3 separate regions of the Sus scrofa genome follow, and regions 1 and 2 are each linked to region 3. A link is a contact called in public Hi-C and HiChIP or PLAC-seq data. All regions are on one chromosome and are shown on one strand. Each heading gives the region's core, a stretch centred on a gene start, on an enhancer-like site or on the middle of the called end of the contact. The rest is flanking DNA. Distances are from core to core; before and after follow the strand shown. Region 1 holds the start of C2H5orf24 (UPF0461 protein C5orf24 homolog). Region 2 holds the start of TXNDC15 (thioredoxin domain containing 15). Region 3 holds the start of SEC24A (SEC24 homolog A, COPII coat complex component).

Evidence for each region. Hi-C and Micro-C count contacts between places; a contact is called where the count stands out from the background. HiChIP or PLAC-seq counts read pairs in DNA pulled down with a chosen protein or histone mark.
Region 1: an H3K27ac HiChIP or PLAC-seq map of alveolar macrophages shows a contact between it and region 3. The contact joins the promoter of C2H5orf24 here to the promoter of SEC24A in region 3. A contact is called at or near these places in 1 of 47 Hi-C or Micro-C datasets (epiblast stem cells) and 1 of 2 datasets of contacts at active chromatin or transcription factors (alveolar macrophages).
Region 2: a contact with region 3 is called in a Hi-C map of liver, with 4 times the contacts expected there. The contact joins the promoter of TXNDC15 here to the promoter of SEC24A in region 3. A contact is called at or near these places in 2 of 5 promoter capture datasets (fetal liver and liver), 3 of 47 Hi-C or Micro-C datasets (embryonic fibroblasts, heart right ventricle and liver) and 1 of 2 datasets of contacts at active chromatin or transcription factors (alveolar macrophages).

The regions. Positions count from the first base shown.
Region 1 is chr2:137,036,678-137,039,458 of Sscrofa11.1, forward strand. It overlaps C2H5orf24 (UPF0461 protein C5orf24 homolog), which reads left to right and starts at 1,294. Exons shown (of 2, transcript XM_005655017.3): 1 at 1,294-1,617.
Region 2 is chr2:137,059,552-137,062,263 of Sscrofa11.1, forward strand. TXNDC15 (thioredoxin domain containing 15) reads left to right here and starts at 1,437. Exons shown (of 5, transcript NM_001243618.1): 1 at 1,437-1,584. The coding sequence starts at 1,518. LOC102164851 (a long non-coding RNA gene) reads right to left here and starts at 955. Exons shown (of 2, transcript XR_002341915.1): 1 at 820-955; 2 at 1-157.
Region 3 is chr2:136,882,671-136,885,370 of Sscrofa11.1, forward strand. It overlaps SEC24A (SEC24 homolog A, COPII coat complex component), which reads left to right and starts at 1,380. Exons shown (of 23, transcript NM_001243924.1): 1 at 1,380-1,797. The coding sequence starts at 1,560.

The DNA.
Region 1 (2,781 bases), core at 44-2,543, 150 kb after region 3:
CATGGATACTAGTTGGGTTCGTTAACCACTGAGCCATAACAGGAACTCCTATATATATATTTTTTTTCTTTTTATGGCCACACCTGCGGCATATGAAAGTTCCTTGGGCTAGTGGTTGAATCTGAGCTTCAGCTGCCAGCCTACACCACAGCCACACCGGTTCTGAACCACATCTGTGACATTCACTGCAGCAAGGCCATGGGTTGAACCCTCATCCTCACAGACACGATGTCAGGTTCTTAACCCTCTCAGCCACAATGGGAACTCCCTGGTATTCTTTTATATATGGATAATACTAGTACAATCAGTCCTGTGTTCTAGTATCATATAGGAGTAATTAGAATCATGCTATGAAACCCTGCCAGAATGAGCTTTCCTTTCTATGTACTGTGTTTGGTCTGCGTCCTGGCTTGTGTATTCACCCAGAAAAGTTGCTGATTTATTTCCTACTGGCAGCAGCACTGGGCCAAGTGCTGTCCTGTGGTAGAATTCAGTGCTAAGAATGACTTCCTCATACAGTCTTGATCCTCTTCATGCTGTCAAAGAAGTATCTTCCTCTCAGCAGTCTTCCTAATTCTGGATCCTCACCTTTCTGACATCTTCGAATTCACCGCAGGAAGAACTGGGGAAACTAATCCCTTCTAATGAGTGGCTTTTTTGGGGTGACCGATATGCCAGAAACCTCTCAGTAGCTACATATAGGGGGATTTTGTAGGCATACTGCTTGTCCCATCCCTTTCTGCAATGGTGGGAGGACTATGGTAATTCAGAGGTGGTCATGGTCATAAAAATTGTTTGAATTGAAAAAATTAGCCTCACAAAATGAGGTTTTTCATTATCACATGATCCTAGGACTGAGGGTCCAAACACCTCATATTTGAATATCGCCCATTTTATTTACAAGTGGAGGTTTCACACACACCCCCCATAAGTAAGTAAAGTGCAGCAGCTGAGTCCTTTTAATATACTTTGGGCAGCACTCAGCACAGTAAGGCATTATTAAATCTTTTTGCCAACAGCAATTAAAAGCAGTTTCTACAGCAGAAATGCTGGGTTCAAATCCTGACTCCATCATTTATTAGTCCTGTAATCTGAAAAACGGGGTCAGCAGTAGTTACAGCGTCACAAAACTGGAGTCAAAATTCACATCAGTAAATCATACCCTCTGTGGCCCCCAACCTGCCCCAGAACCCGAGCAGCTCGGGCCTAAGCCCCGCCTCCCGCCCGTCCCCACGCAGCGCAAGCGCAGCCAGGCTCCCTGTCCCACTCTCCCAAGCTTGCGCGCTGGCCGTCGGGCGGGAGATTGGGTCTCGCGATGCGCGTGTGCGTGTGCGTGCGCGGTCCTCGCGAGCTCGCGCACGCCGCTCCTCGCCGTACGGGGCTGTAGCGGCCTCTTCCTCCTCGGTCCCGAGAAGGACCGTGAGCAGTGGTTGAGGTCTGAGCCGGGGATCAGGGTCGGCGTCGCCGCCGCTGCCGCCCTCGCTGCCTGTCCTTCTCTCTTGGGCTCTCCGTGCAGTGCAGAGGCGCCGGGCTGGGAGGGGAGCGGTGCCAGCGTGAGGATCCCAGCCGATGGGCAGCCCCTGGACGCGCTGAGGGGCCGGGCTACTAGCGGCTGAGGTAGGTGGGCTCGCGGGGTTTTGTCAGACTGGCCGGAAGCAGAGTACGGGCCGCGGGAGCTCGTGGAGACCGCACGGAAGGGACGGAAACGGGGGGCCTTGCGGGCTGGAGAGAGAGAGATCGCCGACCTGCGCCCGAGGAGGGGCTCTGGCCTAGCCGGGAGCGAGAGGAGGGGCCCCGGCCGTGCCTGCTCTTCCCCGGGCTTGGAGCCATTATTGGGGGGAAATGCCTCCTGTGGCTGGGGGAGGGGTCACGGCTTCTTTTCTTCTCTTTGAGAGAGAGAAATCGGCAGTCACCCTCCACCACTTTAAATTAATGCCTGTGGGCTTCGAGATGGAGTCTAGATGGAGCGGTGGACTTGTACAGCTTGCACAACTCCGAGTGCATGGACAGTAGGCTATCAGTTTTGATTATCGGAGGGCGCACAGCTCCTTCTGTAGGGTGGGTGTGTATCTCCTGCAAAGTTGTCATTGTTAATACATCAGCAAACGCTGTCGGCTAACGACAGGTAATACATTTCTAGACGCCTCAAGTCAAGTAAGGATTCCAGCGCCGGGGAAACGGCGCCGTGGGGCACAATTAAGGAGTTGAAAGAAGACAAAGAAAGCCGTTATTTATGTTCTGACCTAGTATCAAAACTTTCCGGGGTGGGCCAGGAGGCGTAACGACTGGCTTTTGTTTTAGCTTTTGCTGAACAGACTTTCTGATTGAGGTCGATCACAAATGGACTTTCACTTAGAATTATAAAATCGTGTTGTGATTCTCTTTAGTCGTTACAAGCCAGAATGACCTGAGATAAACGTCTGACAATTATGTGTTGTTTGCTCTTTGGAAGAGAGCAGATCTTGGGCTTCAGGAAAGGAAGAATCTCTCGATGCCTAAAAATGAATGCTTTGTGAAGTTACTAAAAATAGTTAAAGCGTTCTCTATGTTGGCAGTAATGCCTCCACATTCACGAGATGGGAAAGGAATTATTTCATAGAGAAGAGCTGACTAAAAGGAAGTAAACACAGTTAAACAGCTTCAGGGATGGCAAATTTTAGCATATGCTTTAAGAATTCTAATTTAATCATAGTTAAAATATACAGAAACTCTTAGTTGACTCCCTTATATTCAGTGAACTCTTTTAAAAGATAATTTACTGTTGCTCTCTTCCATCCTGTG
Region 2 (2,712 bases), core at 187-2,686, 180 kb after region 3:
GAGCCAGCTATCCATTTTAAAAATCACCCCAAACTTAGTGACATAAAATGATAATTTTTCAATCTCTGTTTCTGTGGATCAGGAATTTGGAAAGAGCTCAAGCTGGGCATTTCTGGCTCTGGTCTCTCAGGCAGTAGCAGTCCAGTGGTGGCTGAAGCTGGAACAGAATAGGGTTGAGATCAGCTGGTGATGAGCCTGTAGTTTCCGGCATTTCTTTGCAAGCAAGTTCGAACTTCCGCAGAGCATAGCAACCTCAGGACATCCTTCTACTTACTGTGTCGGTCAATACACGTGTGCAAGCCTCCCAGCAATAAAGGATAGGGCTGTGTAGCCTCAGAAGCCATAGAGGATCATTTCATATACGGCTACATTCTGTTGGTTATATGTCAATCACAGGCCCACTCAGATTCAGGGGGAGGGGAATTAGGTTCTATCTACTGATGGGGCAGTGGCAAAATTACTTTGCACAAGAGCATGTGGGATGGCGAATATTATTGTGGCATGGAAGTCATTGTCAAATACACTTTGCCACGGTGATCTGAATGAAGTAAATACTTTGTTGATGAGGGAGAGAGAGAAAGAGGTTCTCATGACTCATCAGATTTAAAAAATCTAGGCAAACCTTATCAAGGCGGACAAAACAGCCTTAGTACAAGTGTGTAGCTGTGCATAACAATTCCAATTATTGTCACGTTCTTGTCTGGAAAATCCCCAGGCCTATGCTGTTGGTGCACAGAATTCACTTCAGGCAAAGAAAGAGCAGGATGCCAACTTTCTCCCCCAACCTCCCCAGAAACGAAAATAAAATCAGTTTCAAACCTGAAGGCATTCCTCACTGAAAATAAGTGCATGTGCCACCTGGTGGCGAGACAGTCAAATGTGCATTCTATCCTGTTGGCTGGATTTATTGAGTTGTCCTCAGAGGCTCTATCTATAGCATTTACTGAAAGACAACAATTCTAACATGTGTAAGTGCCTCTGTCCAAACAGCCAAAATACAAAGGGAACATTACATGTTATGTGTTTATGGGAAATTCACATTTAACTGGGCATCCCGTGTTTCACCTGGGAACTTTTAAAGGGTAGCACACGTAAGGCAGGCGACGCGGCGAACTGACCCTCGATGGGGCACTCGAGGAAGAAGCCTCTGGGGCTTTCCGGCCGGGGAACGAAGCGCCAAGGCCCCCACTGCCGTGTGAAGAAAGAAGGTAATGGGCTTTCGTGGAAGCTCGCCCAGGACTTGGGGGCCCGGAAACCGAAAAGATCCGAGACGGCTGGCGATTGGCTCCTAAACGGCCCGGGGCCCCACGGCGCAGGCCAGAGGCCAGAGGCGGCCGCCCGACTCCAAGATGGCGCCCGCGGAGGAGGCTGCCAGCGGCCAGGATGGCGGCGCGGGGCCGCGCCCGCGCTCCCGGGCTCTCCTCCCCCTGCCTTCCTGCGGCGGAGAGCGCGCCTCGCGCGGCCGTGCGCCGTTTGCCCTTCGGCCTGGGTGGTGCGGCCGCCGCCCGCCCCGCACCATGCGACTCCTTGGCTGGTGGCAGGTACTCCTATGGGTGCTGGGGCCTCCGGCCCGCGGCCAGGAAGGTGAGTGCGGGCTGGGGGCGCCGGCGGCTGTGTGCGAAATGCCCGGGGAGGCGGCGGGCTCCCCCGGCAATGCTCTTTCACCTGCGCGAAGGCCTGCTCTGCGCGCTTGGCCTCTCCCAGGCGCCCACCGGAGCGCCTCTCCCCGCGTCGTCCAGACCTCTTTCCCGGTGGTCCCCGCTCCAGGTCTGGCGTGGGGGGCGGCGGGGCGAGATGCCCGGGACGTGTTTAGGCCCCTGAGCAGGTGGCTGTCAGTCGGGAATGAAGTGCTTACCAAGGCGGAACCTCATGTGCTGAGCGAGCACTTTATTATTAATGATAGTCGTCATAATGAAAGCGACATGAATGGTGGCTTTATTAGGAGCCAGGAACTGTGCGCAGTGCTTTCCACCACGATCTCATTTCGTCCTCCCACCGACCCTTACAGATGAAGATGCTGAGCCAAGAGAGACTAAGTCATCTGTCGATGTTTGCCCTTCTGGCAATGGGCAGAGACTGGCTTTGGACTGCAAAGCCCCCACTGTACTGTGCACCCTGCTGGACCGCTTTATTGAGAAGGCCGCTTTTGCTCAGGTGCCTGTGTGAAGGATAGATGAGAAAAGGACAGGAGACTCCCAGGGCAGCCCGGTGCTCCCAGACCTGCTTTCACCTTGGGGAAGGCAGCCACCTGGAGGCACGGCTTACTCTCAGCCTCCTTCACTCCACTCCTCACAGTCCCCCTGTTCAAGTCCAGACCCTTTTGGCCTTGCTTGTCATTCACAACTTCACAGGAGTAGGCAGGTCTTGACTTTCCCTGTGGTGTCCTAGAAAGAGGCCCAGCGGCCAGCTTGCTGAGTACTGAAAAGGAATGAAAGGGGAGTTCCTGTCGTGGCTCAGTGGTTAACGAATCCGACTAGGAACCATGAGGTTTTGGGTTCCATCCCTGGCCTTGCTCAGTGGGTTAAGGATCTGGCCTTGCTGTCACCTATGGTGTAGGTCGAAGATGCGGCTCGTATCCCGTGTGGCTGTGGCTCTGGCGTAGGCTGGTGGCTACAGTTCGATTGCACCCCTAGCCTGGGAACCTTCATATGCTGCAGCAGCGACCCAAGAAATAGCCAAAAAAAAAAAAAAGTAATGAAAGGACTCACTATG
Region 3 (2,700 bases), core at 130-2,629:
AAACCAATGCAAGTTTGAGACCAGGTATAAGGATCTGCTCTTTTGAAGAGCAATACTGATTTTTCAGTCTGACCTCAGGGAGGTTCAGTTCTGAGGATTTTCTGTTTAAGCCACTGAGAGGCTTGTGTTTTTGTCTGTTTTCAGGTGTTCTTGGGATATATGATTTGGGATTTTGTTATAGGGGCTCTCAGCTGAAAACAGTTGGATGAAAATTATCATCTTCATCCCAAAGAAGACTTCGTACTTGTATCTTGTACAAGGAGTTTGATTTTTCAGTTTCACACACAGCAAACACATTTTTACACATCTGAGACAGGTGACAGAAAAAGGATAAAGGGTAATAGTTATTTGAATTATTACTGTTCCTTTTTCAGGCCTTAGCAGTTTAGTTCTTACTCTTTTTTGTATGTAATATAACATTTCATAGCAGGCATTTGATTGCAAATGAATTAAATAAGATGTATTTCACCTTTCTCAGGTTTTGGCACCCTAGGCATGACATTTTAATCAACAGTACAAATCTGTTGTTTCAAGAAGCGCTTTATCAATCAGCTCAGAACAGGAAAACCTAAGTATAATGAAGGTGGCTAAGATGAGGATTGAGATCATTAGTTAACTATGTTGTCTAATTACTCCAGTTTCTACCTCCCTTTGGCCTCAGAAGTAAAAAGTCAACTTGCCAAAAAAAAAAAAAAAAAACCCTCGTTGCCTGAAAAGGCAGTTTGTTGCACCTTACTGTAAACTCTTAGAAGAGGAACTAAAACTGCCATTTAAATAAGATGTTAATGAGATTTGGGGTGACTATGCTATGAATCAGCGAATTTGAAAACTAAAATTACTTCTGAATCCTCCGGTCAAAAAGCAAAGGCCTCCTCTTGGATTTGATTACTTTTACCATATGTGCATAATTAACCACCCCTTTAAAAAATTTCCTTACAATTTACACCTGTAATATGACGAAATATGAAATACTGCGACGAACATTAATCGGTCCAGCTATCCGAGGTATAGTCTCAGCAGGGGATGATGATGTCTGTCGTCTCAGCTCATCTTCACAAAAACTAGAGAAGAGGAACTGTCCATCCCACCCCTTGAAAGCTGCCACTGAAGCCGGGATTGCGCTTGGATCCCGGCAGTGCCGGCGAGATGACGTTCACGCGGTGGGGATTTCCGTATCGGTGACACGCCACTTCCGGTCGCTGGTGAGAATCAGTGACGTGGCAGGCGCGGCCAAGCACGGTCCTTCGGGCCGGGACACCCGGAGCAGTCAGGTGGCTTCTGGGCAGCCCCACAGGGAGAGAAGAGCTCACCGGCGGCGACAGCGGCGGCGGAGGGGGGAGAGGCCGGAGCCGGAAGTGCCACGTGTCCCGATTGCGCCTGCGCGGCCGGCGGCTGACAGGCAGTTCCGGCTGGGGCCTCCCTCGGTCTCTCTCCGCTCGGCTGCTTCCTCCCAGCCCGGCGTTCCCGGCCCGGCCGGCACGACTCTCGAGCCTCAGCACCCAGGCCAGGCCATGGCCGCCGGCGGGCTGGGGAGACTGTGGCGCCATGCCTAGGGCTTTATGCGCCTCCGGCTCTCTCTCCCTGCACCAGCCCTAAGTCGTTGGCCCCCTCCCTCCGCTTCCAGCAGTGGTCTTTCGGGTCGGCTTGGCGCTGTCGCAGACCCCGACCAGCCCCTTCCAGTCCCGACGAACACCGTCGTCATGTCCCAGCCCGGGATACCGGCCTCCGGCGCCGCCCCCACGGGCCTCCAGGCCCAGAACGGGGCCGCCCCAGCCTCGGGGTCTCATTACAGCAACGGTAAGTGCCGCTCAGAGGGGGCGTGGGGGCGGGAGGACGACCAAGTTCGGGCCCCCGGCTCGAGTTGACCTTTGGTTGCTGCCGCCGCCTGAGGCGACCGAGGAGGGGAGGGTGACCTCTCTGCCGGGGTCGGGAGCGGCTCAGGGTGCGAGGCCCCGCCACGGAGACCGCGGCTCGTCTTAGTGTTTCGTTTTTCATTATTTATTCATTCGTTCAGCAGACAGTTGTTGAGCCCTTGCTGTATGTAACGTCCAGGGTTTACGTGAGTGAGGAATACGGAGGCGGGCCGTACCTCACAATTCGCATCCAAGGCTCATAGTGTCTGTTTATGTGCCTTTCCCCTCCGCGCCGCCTCACTCACGTCTCGTAGAGAGCAGGATTTGGGGTTTGATTCATTCCAGTTCCGCAGTGGGGTGGGCGTCATACTCAGTGTGAATTGGCGGAGATGAACGAGTGAGTGCATGTTTTGGGGAGACCTCTTTAGGGCCCGCTCATCTCTCCCTGAACCTTCCCCGAATTGTAGTTAGGCCACCTGTTGTGGTTTTCAGCTTCGAAACAACTAAGTTAAGGGGAGGATCTGTTCAATTTCCAGAGGTCTTTAGATCACTGGGGAAGCGGTTGTACACGTCTCTGAACCTCTGACCAGAGTGTGCATGTGGCACTATAATTTTTCATTGGGTATGAGGCTGTCTTCTAATTGTGTACCCCTTCTAGGATTCTTTGAATTGTCCTATATTGTGATTTACTAAGTTTGCTATAATTGCTATTATTATATAAGACGTTTTCTGCCAACAGTTTGCCAAGTCACTAGTTTACTTGTAAAACTTTGGTTCTTGGAAACAAGTAGTAGAATAATTCTAAAATGCTTAATTGCCCGTTGGAATCTAAGATTGCTGGCAAGTT